Linked DNA regions of Sus scrofa: region 1 is linked to region 2. Evidence: chromatin contacts called from public Hi-C data. All regions are on one chromosome and are shown on one strand. The core of a region is the stretch at or near the end of the contact, and the rest is flanking DNA. Distances in the headings are between cores, read along the strand shown. Region 1 holds the start of NRM (nurim (nuclear envelope membrane protein)). Region 2 holds the start of C7H6orf136 (chromosome 7 open reading frame, human C6orf136).

Region 1 (6,428 bases), core at 1,521-4,020, 40 kb before region 2:
AATAGGAGCTGTAGCCGCCGGCCTACACCACAACCTAAAGCAATGCTGGATCCGAGCCTCATCTGCAACCTACACCACAGCTCATGGCGTCGCCGGATCCTTAACCCACTGAGCAAGGCCAGGGATTGAATCCGCAACTTCATGGTTCCTAGTCTGATTCATTTCCACTGTGCCACAACAGGAACTCCTGGACTGTTATCTTTAAAATGGTTATATCGGAGTTCCCGTCGTGGCGCAGTGGTTAACGAATCCGACTAGGAACCATGAGGTTGCGGGTTCGGTCCCTGCCCTTGCTCAGTGGGTTAACGATCCGGCGTTGCCGTGAGCTGTGGTGTAGGTTGCAGACGCGGCTCGGATCCCACGTTGCTGTGGCTCTGGCGTAGGCCAGTGGCTACAGCTCCGATTCGACCCCTAGCCGGGAACCTCCATATGCCGTGGGAGCGGCCCAAAGAAATAGCAAAAAGACAAAAAAATAAAATAAAAAAAATAAATAAATAAAATAAAATGGTTATATCATGGTGTATGTGTATTTCAGTTTTTTTAAAAATGCTGATTAGTTTTGTGCACTTTACTGCAGGTAAGTTATATTTAAGTTCGGAAATTTTCATTGTAGTAGAAATAGCGTGAGCTTTGTCAAACACTGTGCTGGCTCCTCCATCACGCCCATGGCACTTGGAAGTTCTGGGGCAACCGGAGCCACAGCAGCCACGCCAGATCCTTAACCTGCTGTGCCACCAGGGAAGTCCCAGTTCCTAATCTCACAATATTTATTAAGTACAGCCATTGTGGGTGTGCCACGCTGTAGGACCCAAACAAATATTAGTCCCCTTGTATTTGCTCAAAGCCTTGTACTGTGCAAAACTGTCCTTGAGGTCCACTGGGTGCCTTACAGCACCTGCTGTCTAATGGGACTGCTCGCATTTAAATTTCTAGAGAATAAAGATCTTTTCTAATGCTTCCCATGAATCCTACGGCTTGTACATTGTGTATAAAAGTTTCAGGATCGTAACAGGAAACGATGGCACAAATTAGGATAATTTGGAGAGTTTATTTAATGAAGTGAAAATTAAAGAGAAATCACAAAGAATAATGAAATACCCCAGTATCCACAGCTCTGTTGTGACCACCTTTAAACCCAAAAAATTGGAGAGGAGGGAACAGTTACACAGAGAGGTTTCCCTCAAATGCTTTGATTTTCATTGATGTAGTCAATTCAGGACAACTTCCTGAGGCAGCAGGATGGAGAGAGTGAATCAGAAGGGAAAACAGGGTATCTGGTACAGTATACAGTAGCGTTGATTCAGAGGAGAGTGGGAGGGAGGAGAATGAAGTTAGTCTGTGGGATGCTCTCCAGCAATTTCATCATCCCTGAGCCCACAGGACTAGCAGCTTTTTTTTTTTTTTTTTTGTCTTTTTAGGGCCACACCCATGGCATATGGAGGTTCCCAGGCTAGGGGTCTAATCGGAGCTACAGCTGCTGGCCTACACCAGAGCTCGCAGCAACGCCAGATCCTTAACTCACTGAGCAAGGCCAGGGGTCAAACCCACATCCTCATTGATACTAGTCGGGTTCATAACCCACTGAGCCACCATGGGAACTCCCTGGAGTTTGATTTTTATTTTTTATTTTATTTTATTTTTTGTCTTTTCTAAGGCTGCTCCCACGGCATATGGAAGTTCCCAGGCTAGGGGTCTAATCAGAGCTGTAGTTGCCGGCCTACACCAAAGCCACGGCAACATGGGATCCGAGCCATGTCTTTGACCTACACCACAGCTCACGGCAACGCCGGATTCTTAACCCACTGAGCAAGGCCAGGGATCGAACCTGCAACCCCATGGTTCCTAGTCGTATTTGTTAACCACTGAGCCATGACGGGAACTCCTGGAGTTTGATTTTTCGATGTAAATGGTAGTCTGTAGGAATTACAAACAGGAGTATAGGAAAAACTTAACAAAATATCTTTGAGGTTTCTGACTTGTGGAGTCAAATTAATGAGGTTGAAGGCTAAAGTCATAGGTAGTTAATTATCACAGCTTGGATGAAATTAACCTACAAGGTTTACAACTGTAATAAAATTTTCTATCAAATACTTTAACATTGTTACTCTCATAGTTACAAAGCAATAGCCTTTGGCATTATTAGAACAAATCTTTCAGTGGTACAGACAACTTCTCTGCCTTTAGCAAACAGAGAGGAACAACTCAACAGTAAGTTATAGAATAAGCATTAATTTGTGGTAAAATAGTAACTCTTTCATCCAGCAAGATATAATAGGTGATTCAGAGCTGTGGGTTCTCAGCCTGGGTCAACAGTCTTCTGTTCTCTCACCTTTCATTATTAAAGTGTTAACTGAGGCTTTGTGACCTCTCACTCTGGCTATTTTCTATCAAAGCTATTGAAGGAAAGGGGGTTCATAATGCTCTGTTTCTGCAAGAATCCTTCAAAAGAGGAATTGACTTCATTTTAGATGCGAAAACTAGCCGAGCTGTGGAATCAAGCCACGTGAGTGACTGCACAGCCCTTGCCCTTTTCACCTCTCACTTGGGATTCTAACATTCCCTTCTGTGACGCGGAGATCGCAGGCTCCCGGGGATCCATCCTGCAGCCTGGTGGTGGAGAACCGCGCGCGCGCCTGCCGGAAGCCCGGACGCCCGCGCGCAGGAGCCCCGCCCTCCTGGGCGAGGTCCCCGGCGGGAGGCGGGTCCGGGGCGGGGCCTGCAGCCGCGGGAATCCCAAACCCGCCCCTTTCCCCACCTCTGTTTCTCGCCATGGCCCCTGCACTGCTCCTCGTCCCTGCTGCCCTCGCATCTTTCATCCTGGCCTTTGGCACCGGAGTGGAGTTCGTGCGCTTTACCTCCCTTCGGCCACTTCTTGGAGGGATCCCGGAGTCTGGTGGTCCGGGTGAGCGGGAGGGGCCGAGGACGAGCTCTGGGGTAGGGGGGTGGAGCCGGAGCCGAGGGAGCGGGGGCGGGGTTTGGAGACAAATGACAGGGGAAGTCCAGGAGAGGGAACTGGAACCGTGAAAGCCGCCGAGGAGCTGCAGTGGAGACCAAAGGGCTAAATTGGGAACCCAGGGATTAGCGGTTTGGAGAGGCGGGAGAGTGAGGCTGAGGGGGAGGGAAAGGGCGATGAAGAGAGTATTCCAATGAAAGTGCTTCGTAAAGAGGACTAAGGAGAAGAGTGTTATAAAGAGGGAGTATTAGGAGAACTGAAACAAGAAGGGCAGTCCAACAGTGGGTGGCCTCTGCAGCCATGCGTTTCATGACTATCCAACACGAATCCTTTTCCTCTGAAGGAGGTCTGGGGAAGAGGGAAGAAACAGGGAAGAAAAACAGGAAACAAGAGGGAAGAAAAATGAGGTGGGGAGTTCCTCTTGTGGCTCAGTGGATTAGGAACCTGACATAGTATCCGTGAGGGTGCGGGTTGGATCCCTTAGTCAGTGGGTGAAGGCTCTGGTGGTGTAAGCTGCAGCGTGGGTTACAGATCTAGCTCAGATCTGATGTTGCCGTGGCTATGGTGTAGGTCTGCAGTGCAGCTCCAAGGCTACCCCTAGCCCAGGAACTTCCGTATGCCACAGGTATGGCCCTAAAAAGAAAACAAAACAAAAAAGAAAAGTGAGGTGGGCAAAGCCTAGAGAGGAAGCATTAGGCTCTTGAAAACATTAAGGGATGTGGTCCTAAGATGAAATAAGGGTCAGGAGTGTTGCCCACCATCTTCTTGATTTGTGTCCGTTTTTCCAACTCCCGCTAGATGCTCGCCAGGGCTGGCTGGCTGCCCTGCAGGACCAAAGCATCTTGGTCCCTCTGGCTTGGGATCTGGGGCTCCTGCTACTATTTGTGGGGCAGCACAGCCTCATGGCAACTGAGACAGTGAAAGCATGGATGTCCCGGTACTTTGGGGTCCTTCAGAGGTCACTGTACGTGGCATGCACTGCCCTGGCCTTGCAGGTATGGAGCCCTGGCAACTAAGTCCCCAAGGGAAACAGTCTGTGGGAAAGATGCTGTCCATTGGCAAGGCAAGGGCCTTAGGTTTTCTGATAAAATGTGGATTGAGGAGGAGAACTGAAGGTGTTCAGGACTGTAACCTCAGCTTCCATTCCTCCACAGCACAAATCCTACTTTTTATCAAGAAGGATGTACTGCTTGTCATTCCCCGAGCACGATATGTGCATTCTCACCCTTGCAACTTTGTTCCTGTTGTCCTGCTTGAGATACCCTTGTTCGCTCCTCTTCAGTCCCATCCTTTCTTCACAACCACCTCCCTAGGTTTCAAAGAAGGCTTCCCAGTTGCTACTCATCTGTCTTCCCAGTGGGTGCTTGGCATAGGCTACTTTGTGACCCTATCTGGTTACTCACATCCATTCTGTAACTCCTCAGAGTAGAGAGGAGTCATCCTTACATCCTTGGGATCCCACCCAGCCCCCTCCCCTTGGCGAAAATTTTCACAGTGGAGGTGGGAAAGCAGGAGGTCAGCCTGGGGTGGGGGCAGCCTCTGGGTCTAGGTCTTTCAGGAGTGGGCTGCTCGGATACCCACCCCCTCATCCTTCTTCAGCTGGTGATGCGGTACTGGGAGCCTGTACCCAGGGGCCCGGTATTGTGGGAGGCTCAGGCCGAGCCATGGGCCACCTGGGTGCCCCTCCTCTGCTTTGTGCTCCACGTCATTTCCTGGCTCCTCATCTTCAGCATCCTTCTCGTCTTTGACTACGCAGAACTCATGGGCCTCAAACAGGTGAGGCTCCCAGATCCCTCCCTGAGACCTCTGATTCTTTCCAGAACACCTCTTTCCCTTCCAAGGATGTCCCTCCTCCTCCTTCCTCTTGCTTTTGACTCCCTCGCCTCCCTTTCTTGTAAGATAGTCTCCCCCCAAAGGCCAGAAACCATGGCTCTTCTGGACCTGGGGAAAATTCAGGGGCCCAAGTCTCAGAGGGGTGGTTCTTGGATTGAACCTGAGTTATAGAAGGAGGGTGCCTGGAAGGGGAGGAAAGAGGCAGCCAAGTTGTGACAAGGGCTTGAGTCCACTTCTAAGCCGTTCTCCCTCTCCCAGGTGTACTACCACGTGCTGGGGCTGGGTGAGCCCCTGGCCCTGAAGTCTCCCCGAGCTCTGAGACTCTTCTCTCACCTGCGCCACCCCGTGTGCGTGGAGCTGCTGACAGTGCTCTGGGTGGTGCCCACTCTGGGCACTGACCGCCTCCTTCTTGCTCTCCTCCTTACCCTCTACCTGGGCCTGGCTCACGGACTTGACCAGCAAGACCTCCGCTACCTCCGGGCCCAGCTGCAAAGAAAACTCCACCTGCTCTCCCGGCCCCAGGATGGGGAGGCTGAGTGAGAAGCTAACCCTGGTTCCAAGCCCTACACTTCCTCTCCCTCCAATTCCAAACCCCTTCTCATCCAGGACCTGTCTGCTTCAGACCAGAGACCCAAATCCAAGGACTGAAGGACCTGTCCCTTCCCCTGCTTAAGCCTCTCCTTCTTGGGTCCAGCTCTAGACCCTAAATTGAGTTTCAGCTACTGGACGCCAAGGTCCACTTCTCACCAGCCAGGAAGAGGGAGTGGGAAACTTTATCTTTCTCCTCATAGTTTAGGGCTTGACCCTCCGTTTACAACCTCCTTACAAGGAGAAGGGCCTGGCCTGACCAATCCCCTGGCCCTGTTACTCGCCTCTGCGCCTCAGGGATTCTCTTCCCACATCTTGCTCCACCTCCTAGAAGCTGGACCAAGGTCTGCAAGTTTGACAATAGAGGCTGCCCCCCACCCCCCCACCCCAGGCTCCAGGCCTTGCAGCTGCAGGCCAGCCCCACCGCCTGGCCTCTCCAGCTCCATAGGCCCTTGCCCTTGGGCTCTATCCTCGAACTTAGTTGGGCAGATTCTCCCGCTCTTAATTCAGGTGACTAAGTGCTCCCTGCTCTCCCGAGGAACTCGCGCTACAAGAAAATAAAATCCAGCCTGGTTTTTCTACATGTAGCATGCAGTCTGTCCAGTGCCTCTCAAGCTGCAGGGCTGATTCTGGGAAGGACAGGCGAGCCAAGCCCGAGTCAAGGCATCCGCCGCGCCCTCTGGCGACCGCTGGGCGGCGGCCACTCCCAAAGGACCCACCCCTCCTTCAAATCCCCCAATTTCCTCGCTGCAGATTTGGGGGCCCCGGCAGGAGACAGGTTGAAGCTGAAGAGTGGGGACAGCGGCTCGGGTAAGAAAGCGAGCTTCCGAAACCTTTGGCTTCCGAGCACAGCTCCTGCCGATGCCCCACCACCGCCACCACCACGGGCCCCCCGTAGCCCTGCGGCCGCCCCGGCCCCCACACTAACAAAGGCTGGCCGGGGAAAGCAAAAGCGTGGGGAGGAGCGGCAGGAGATGGGAAGGGCGGGCCCCGCTCAGAGCAGCTGCTGCTTCCTCCCCAAGTCCCTCGAGGGGCCTGAGTCACGGGCCGCCGC
Region 2 (5,931 bases), core at 2,605-5,104:
GGTTATGAGACACAACTTAGGAAACGAAACTGTCATTTGTTCAGTGTAAGAACCTGAGTGTCTACTATGTGCCACATAATGTACGTGAAGAAGCTGAGCCCAGAACCTTCCTAACAGACTCAAAGTCCCTATTTTTTTCCTTCCTTTTCCTGTTGTACCTGCAGCATGTGCAAGATCCCAGGCCAGGGATGGAATTGGAGCCGTAGCTGTGACCTATGCCACAGCTGCAACAATGCTGGATCACACTGGATCCCTAAGCCACTGTGTTGGGCCAGGGATCAAACGGGCACCTCCACAGAGACAAGCTGGATCATTAACCTGCAGTGCCCGAGTGGGGATGCCTCAAAGTCCCTATTTTTGTTATATTAAAATAGACTAAAACAAGATGGTGCCCTCAAGGAGCCTGTAGTCAACTCAGGGAGGGTCAAGGATGGTCTAGGAGACTAGACCCGAGATTCCTAAAAGGTTAAAAGTAGGAAACTGTAGTATGTTTCTTTTCTCACTTCTCTTACCGGTAAAGCTCTTCCTTGTCACGCTTATAGAAACGCAGAAAGAGCAGGTGGATGGGCAGCCCCACAAGCCGCCAGCGGGCTTGCAGGGTCCAATTCTCAGGGTGGCGGGTGAGCTGTAGAACTTCCAACCGAAGTTGTGCAAAATAGTTCCAGGCCAGGAAGCGGCAGAGGGTCAGTGACAGAATGTACCATGTCCGGCCCCTGGAAGAAAGGGATGGGAAAGAAATCTCATGATAGCAGAATCTGAAAACCAAACTGGTCTGACAGAGGAATGAGGGACAGCTGTGAGAAGCAGGCTGGGACCTTCTCTAATGGATGGAAATGGCAATGGGGACTTTTCCTCCCCAAGGCCCTCCCCGTTCACGGATTCTCACTTGGTACGCATGTTCAGGATCTCATTGATGAATTCCACATCTGAAGAGTAGAGAGTGTAGTCGTGGGAGTGAAGGAAGAGATTGGGAAGCTAGGTGAAAGAAGAGGGCATCAGAACAGCAAGAAAGATAATACAATCCTGTTTCTCAGTTTTCCACATTTAGTGGTTCCTAAATATTCCTGAGTGAAAGGCCATCTCATACCATGTTTAACTTCCTTAATCCAAACAGGGGCATCTTTCCTTGGGAACTGTTTTTTTGTTTAGGGCCACACCTGTAGTATACATAGGTTCCCAGTCTAGGGGCTGAATTAGCCGCTAGACTACCCACGGCCACAGCCACTTGGGATCCGAGCCACGTCTGCACCTGCATCACCACTCATAGCAATGCTGGATCCTTAACCCACGGAGCAGGACCAGAGATCAAACCTGCCGTCATGAATCAAACCTCACAGACACTAGTCCGATTCATTACCCCTGAGCCACAACAGGAACTCTGGGAAGTGTTTAAAACATATTTCTTTCTTTTTTTCTTTTTAATTGTCTTTTTGCTATTTCTTGGGCCGTTCCCGCGGCATATGGAGGTTCCCAGGCTAGGGGTCCAATCGGAGCTGTAGCCACCGGCCTACGCCAGAGCCACAGCAACGCGGGATCCGAGCCGCGTCTGTGATCCTCACCACAGCTCACAGCAACGCTGGATCGTTAACCCACTGAGCAAGGACAGGGACCGAACCCGCAACCTCATGGTTCCTAGTCGGATTCGTTAACCACTGCGCCACGACGGGAACTTCTAAAACATATTTCTATGCCTGCCTCATGGTTCCAAGAAAGAATTCAGTTGACCAACTCCCTGTTTTTAAGAATACCTATATCCCCTCCCATTTTGGATAAAGACAACTTTTTTTGTTAATGGCTACACCTGCAGCATATGGACGTTTCCAGGCCAGGGACTGAATCCAGGCGGCAGCTGCGGCATCACCAGTACCTTTAACCCACTGCACTGGCCAGGCTTAAACCCACACCTCCACAGTGACCCCAAGCCACTATAGTTGGATTCTTAACCCACTGCACCACAGCAAGAACTCCTAAAGACTGCTTTTGACCCAACTTACCTCTTGTCTCAGTCTCTCATACATGATAGCCAGGTGCTCCTCCATACTTGGATCTCCTGAAGGAGTGGCAGGGGAAGGGTGGGCGGTCCCAGGGGCTTGGAAAGGTATCAGAGCCCCAGGACAGGGGAAGGGAGGTCCCTCAAATAGGCTCCTAAGCCCATCCAGGCAGCCGCTATGTAACTCGGGTCCTGGTCCCTCCTCCACCTGTCCTGGGGGCTGAACCACCCATGGTGAGGTGAGGGCTTGGACCTGAGGGAGGGGTAGTGAGGGAGCTCGGGGAAGAGGCTGGGTGGGAGGGCGTGGCGGTGGGGGAGACCAGAGAAGAGGCAAAGATGGAGAAATGGTTGTGGTGGAGTGGGGCCAAAGGGGTGGGAATGGTAGAGCCCTTGGAGAAAGCTGGTCCTAGGGAGGAGAAAAAAAGGGAGAAAGATAAAAATGCAGCTACATAATGCCCCTCCATCCAAACTGCCCGTTAACACGCTTCCGATCCCACTTGCTCTTCCTGACACGAGATGGAATTACTAGAGGAAAAATTCATCTCCATCTCTACTTAAGAGGAAACACTTTCTTGTGACAAAAGTACAAATGCCTCTCCCAAACATTAGCAATTAACTTTAGATTTAAGATTTCAACATTATTTGGGGGCAAGTTTGCCTCTCTCAAATGTGCAAGAATCCACATTTGAAGAATGACCAAATGAATGAATTAACAGGTCTCATAGATAAAATGATGTGGCCTGTAACACAGCTCCACGAGTGTGTGAGGCAGATGTATAGAGAAAAGAACATCCAACTGGAACTAGGAGACTTGAGTTCCAATTCTGTATGCAACCTTCAGGCACTCTCATTCCCTAAGCCTGAGTTTCCATTAAATGTCCTATAAACGAGAACTGTGAAGCCACAGAGTTATTATGAGGACTATATGAGATAATAAATATAAATAAAACTGCCTCCTGTAAAGCAATATATAAATGTAAGCTCATCATCTGGGCTCCTCTAATGACACGGAAAAGCCCAGGAGACTGTTAAAGGCTGGATGGACCTGGTTTACTGACGGTGAAACATCAATAAGGGGGAGGTTACCCCAAATCAGGCCTAAGCTCCCAAGAAAACCTCTAGGGGTCTCATTATCTAGGGGGGGACGGGCGGGCCGCGCAGGTACCTCCGTCCCCGACCGTGTCCCGGTGGCGCCGTCTCCGCCGGGGGCGTGGCCATCTTGCCCGCCCAGGCGCAGGGGCCTGAACCGGGTCCACCTGGGCCGGCCTTCCCGCCGGGACCGCTATCCGGGTGCAAGATGCGCGGGCTGCACAGCGCGGCCCGCAGGTCCGTCTGGTCGGCTCCTGGGCGGCAACGCGAACCTCTCCGCCCCCTGCCCTTCAAATCACCTCCAGACACAGGTAACCGCAGAGACGCGGGCGAAATGCGGACGAGCCCCGCCGCCCCAGCTTCAACCCCGCCTGCCTCCGCAGACCCGGGAAAACGCGCAGCCCATTGCGCATCAGGGCTGGCGACGCCAACCTCGCGTCCCCGCGACCCCTCGCCCCTCCACGCGCCGCTGGGCACAGGTGGGAAGGAATAGTGGGACGTCACCGCGCCTGCGCAGAACGGGACGCGCGCTCCGCCCCGGCTCTGAGGAGGGTCTCTCCCCGCCCCCTCCTCTCCCCTCCCCTCCCGCTTCCTCTCTGCTCTCACCTGGGGACGAGCCTGATAGGCACGGAGGCAGGAGCCGAGACGCCGGGCCGCCCCCCGGCTGGGCTGGTACATGATCTTCCGGGAGTGGAGAGAGCGCCTCTGGTGTCCGGTCTCCGGCCTCCTCACAGGGGTGAGCGCGCCCCGGAGCCGGCTTCTTGAAGGGGAAAGGAGGGGGGGTGAGGGACTGAGGGGAGGGAAACCGAGATGTTGCGCGCTTGCGCACTGCGGCGGGTTCCAGGGAGGCGGTGAGGCGCTGATCTGCAGTAAGTGCGCCTGCGCTAGCCGGATCGGAGGCTGCCTCAAGAGCGCTTGCGCAGTGGATTAGCGGCCTTGAGCAAGGCTCTCACCTGCGGCGCTTGCGCAAAAGTCGGAGATGATGGGGCTGAGCAGGGTGTGCCACGAATGAGGGGTGGGTTTGAAATAATGACAGTCGCATTTTTCATTAACTCTTGTGATAAAAATAAATACTTTATTTCTGTGGTTAAAAATAAGATACAAATGACTTGGCACTGATAAGAACGCCTGTCCAATGAATGAAAGGATGGATATATCCACTGTGAGGGTAAGCTTTGGCTACGTCCTGTGTGTGAGAGAGAAATAATACTGACTTTAAAGGTGTGAGAGGGAGCTGTGGTCACCAAGGCCTGGTACTGCGACTTTCCTGCAAGTTTCGAATGAACCTGGCGTTGAACATGTCCCCACCCATTGTCCAGGACCGGGCTGGTGGAGCCTGGGCCTGTGGAGGAACTGTGTGCAAGGGTTCTTCCCCAGACCCATCCTGTGACAAGACCTGCTCCTCACTGGCAGACCTAGTAGGCGGGGAGGGAGATAGAGAGTGGGTTACCGGGGTACACAGTGAGAATTAATATCACAGCTTCTTCAAAGTCTGTCGGTCTAGTGTAAAGGACATGTGATGGGGTATGAGGCTGGAACCATTAGTGCTATGTCCCAACTTGAAACCCCTCAGAGAACGCCAAAGGGAAGCAGTGAAGTTGAACCTAGGGGGAAAGAGGCTTGTAGGATGTTAGGTCAAAGGCTTTGTGGGAGGAACTGATACTCAATTCAGAGTGAGATTTAGGAGGAAGCAGCCGAGAGTGATGTTGGGAAAGAAGTCTGAGGCGGTGGGAGGCTGGTAGGGGAGGGGCTCAGACCTCACCTATTCTCTGTTTCCTGCTCCCCCTGCTTCAGTTCTTGGCTGCCTGTGGAAATACCAGGCATGTGTATGGGAAGTCTGGAGGAGGTTGTGAATATGGCCTTGATTTGAGGGTAAGAAGATGAGTAACTTACCTGTATTGGGGGGTGAGGAATTCACCTGCCCATGGCGGCTATAACAGCAGCTTTGGGCTACCAGCCCTGGGGGAGTCCCCCTGTAGAAGAAATGTGAGATGATGGGGAAGAGGGCCACAGGATGAAATATGGGTGGGTACGGAGGAATTAAGAGGAGAAGAATAAAAGCAACAGCATAGGAATAGAGGGAGGGGTGGTCATCATTCCTATGGGGCTTTAATCTAAGTTGTGTCCCAAAGAAGGGAAGGGAGCTCACTTTATACCCCAAGATTTCCTGGAGCAGTCCTGATTTGCTGCTTTTTTATTTCTGATTGAGGTAATGTGTTAAAAGTAAGGCTAAATGTGATCTAAATCATATCATAAAAACAGATACAAATATAGGCAAAAAAAATTTTGTTGGACCAGGTGCCCTGATGTTTGGTTTGGAAAACATGGTTACCTTAATTATCAGATACCTCAGCCGGAGGGAAACAGGGAGTGACAAGGATGAATTTAGGAGGACAAGGATTATCTTGAGAAAGAGATCCAAGGGTTTAGTGAGAGAGAGGCCAGGAAATCAGAGTGGGAACAGGAATCCAGGAAACAATTAGGGGACTGTTGTCAGGAGGCAATTAGTGGATTCCAGAGGCATTGGTAAATCTTAACATCTCAGCAAGGGCTAGCCTTGGGTAAAGGGTAGGAGTTATCAGGGAGAGCTAGAGGTTTCTGCAGAGGATGGAGCAGTAGATGTAGATGCCTGCAACAGTGGGATCCAGTGACTACAGTAGAAGAGACAGAATCTGCAGAAGATCCAGCAATGAAGACACCAGATCCTGCAAAAGGGACTCTGAGACTCCTTGCTGGAAGATCTGCAGATCTGAGAGGTGAGGAAGAGAGAGGGACAGAGGTCCTGAGATCCCAGGAAAATAAGGGGTGGAAAATAAGGGGTGACGTACAAATGAGGCTGAGACCTTAAAGGT

Evidence for each region. Hi-C and Micro-C count contacts between places; a contact is called where the count stands out from the background.
Region 1: a Hi-C map of skeletal muscle shows a contact between it and region 2, with 5 times the contacts expected there. The contact joins the promoter of NRM here to the promoter of C7H6orf136 in region 2. A contact is called at or near these places in 4 of 47 Hi-C or Micro-C datasets (fetal liver, heart right ventricle, liver and 1 more) and 1 of 2 datasets of contacts at active chromatin or transcription factors (alveolar macrophages).

The regions. Positions count from the first base shown.
Region 1 is chr7:23,221,838-23,228,265 of Sscrofa11.1, reverse strand. It overlaps NRM (nurim (nuclear envelope membrane protein)), which reads left to right and starts at 2,770. Exons shown (of 4, transcript NM_001123151.1): 1 at 2,770-2,902; 2 at 3,752-3,948; 3 at 4,553-4,729; 4 at 5,045-5,326. The coding sequence starts at 2,770. The coding sequence ends at 5,326. It also overlaps a transcript of PPP1R18 not described here.
Region 2 is chr7:23,183,653-23,189,583 of Sscrofa11.1, reverse strand. It overlaps C7H6orf136 (chromosome 7 open reading frame, human C6orf136), which reads right to left and starts at 3,854. Exons shown (of 6, transcript NM_001243459.1): 1 at 3,686-3,854; 2 at 1,995-2,396; 3 at 887-975; 4 at 513-713. The coding sequence starts at 3,757. It also overlaps a transcript of ATAT1 not described here.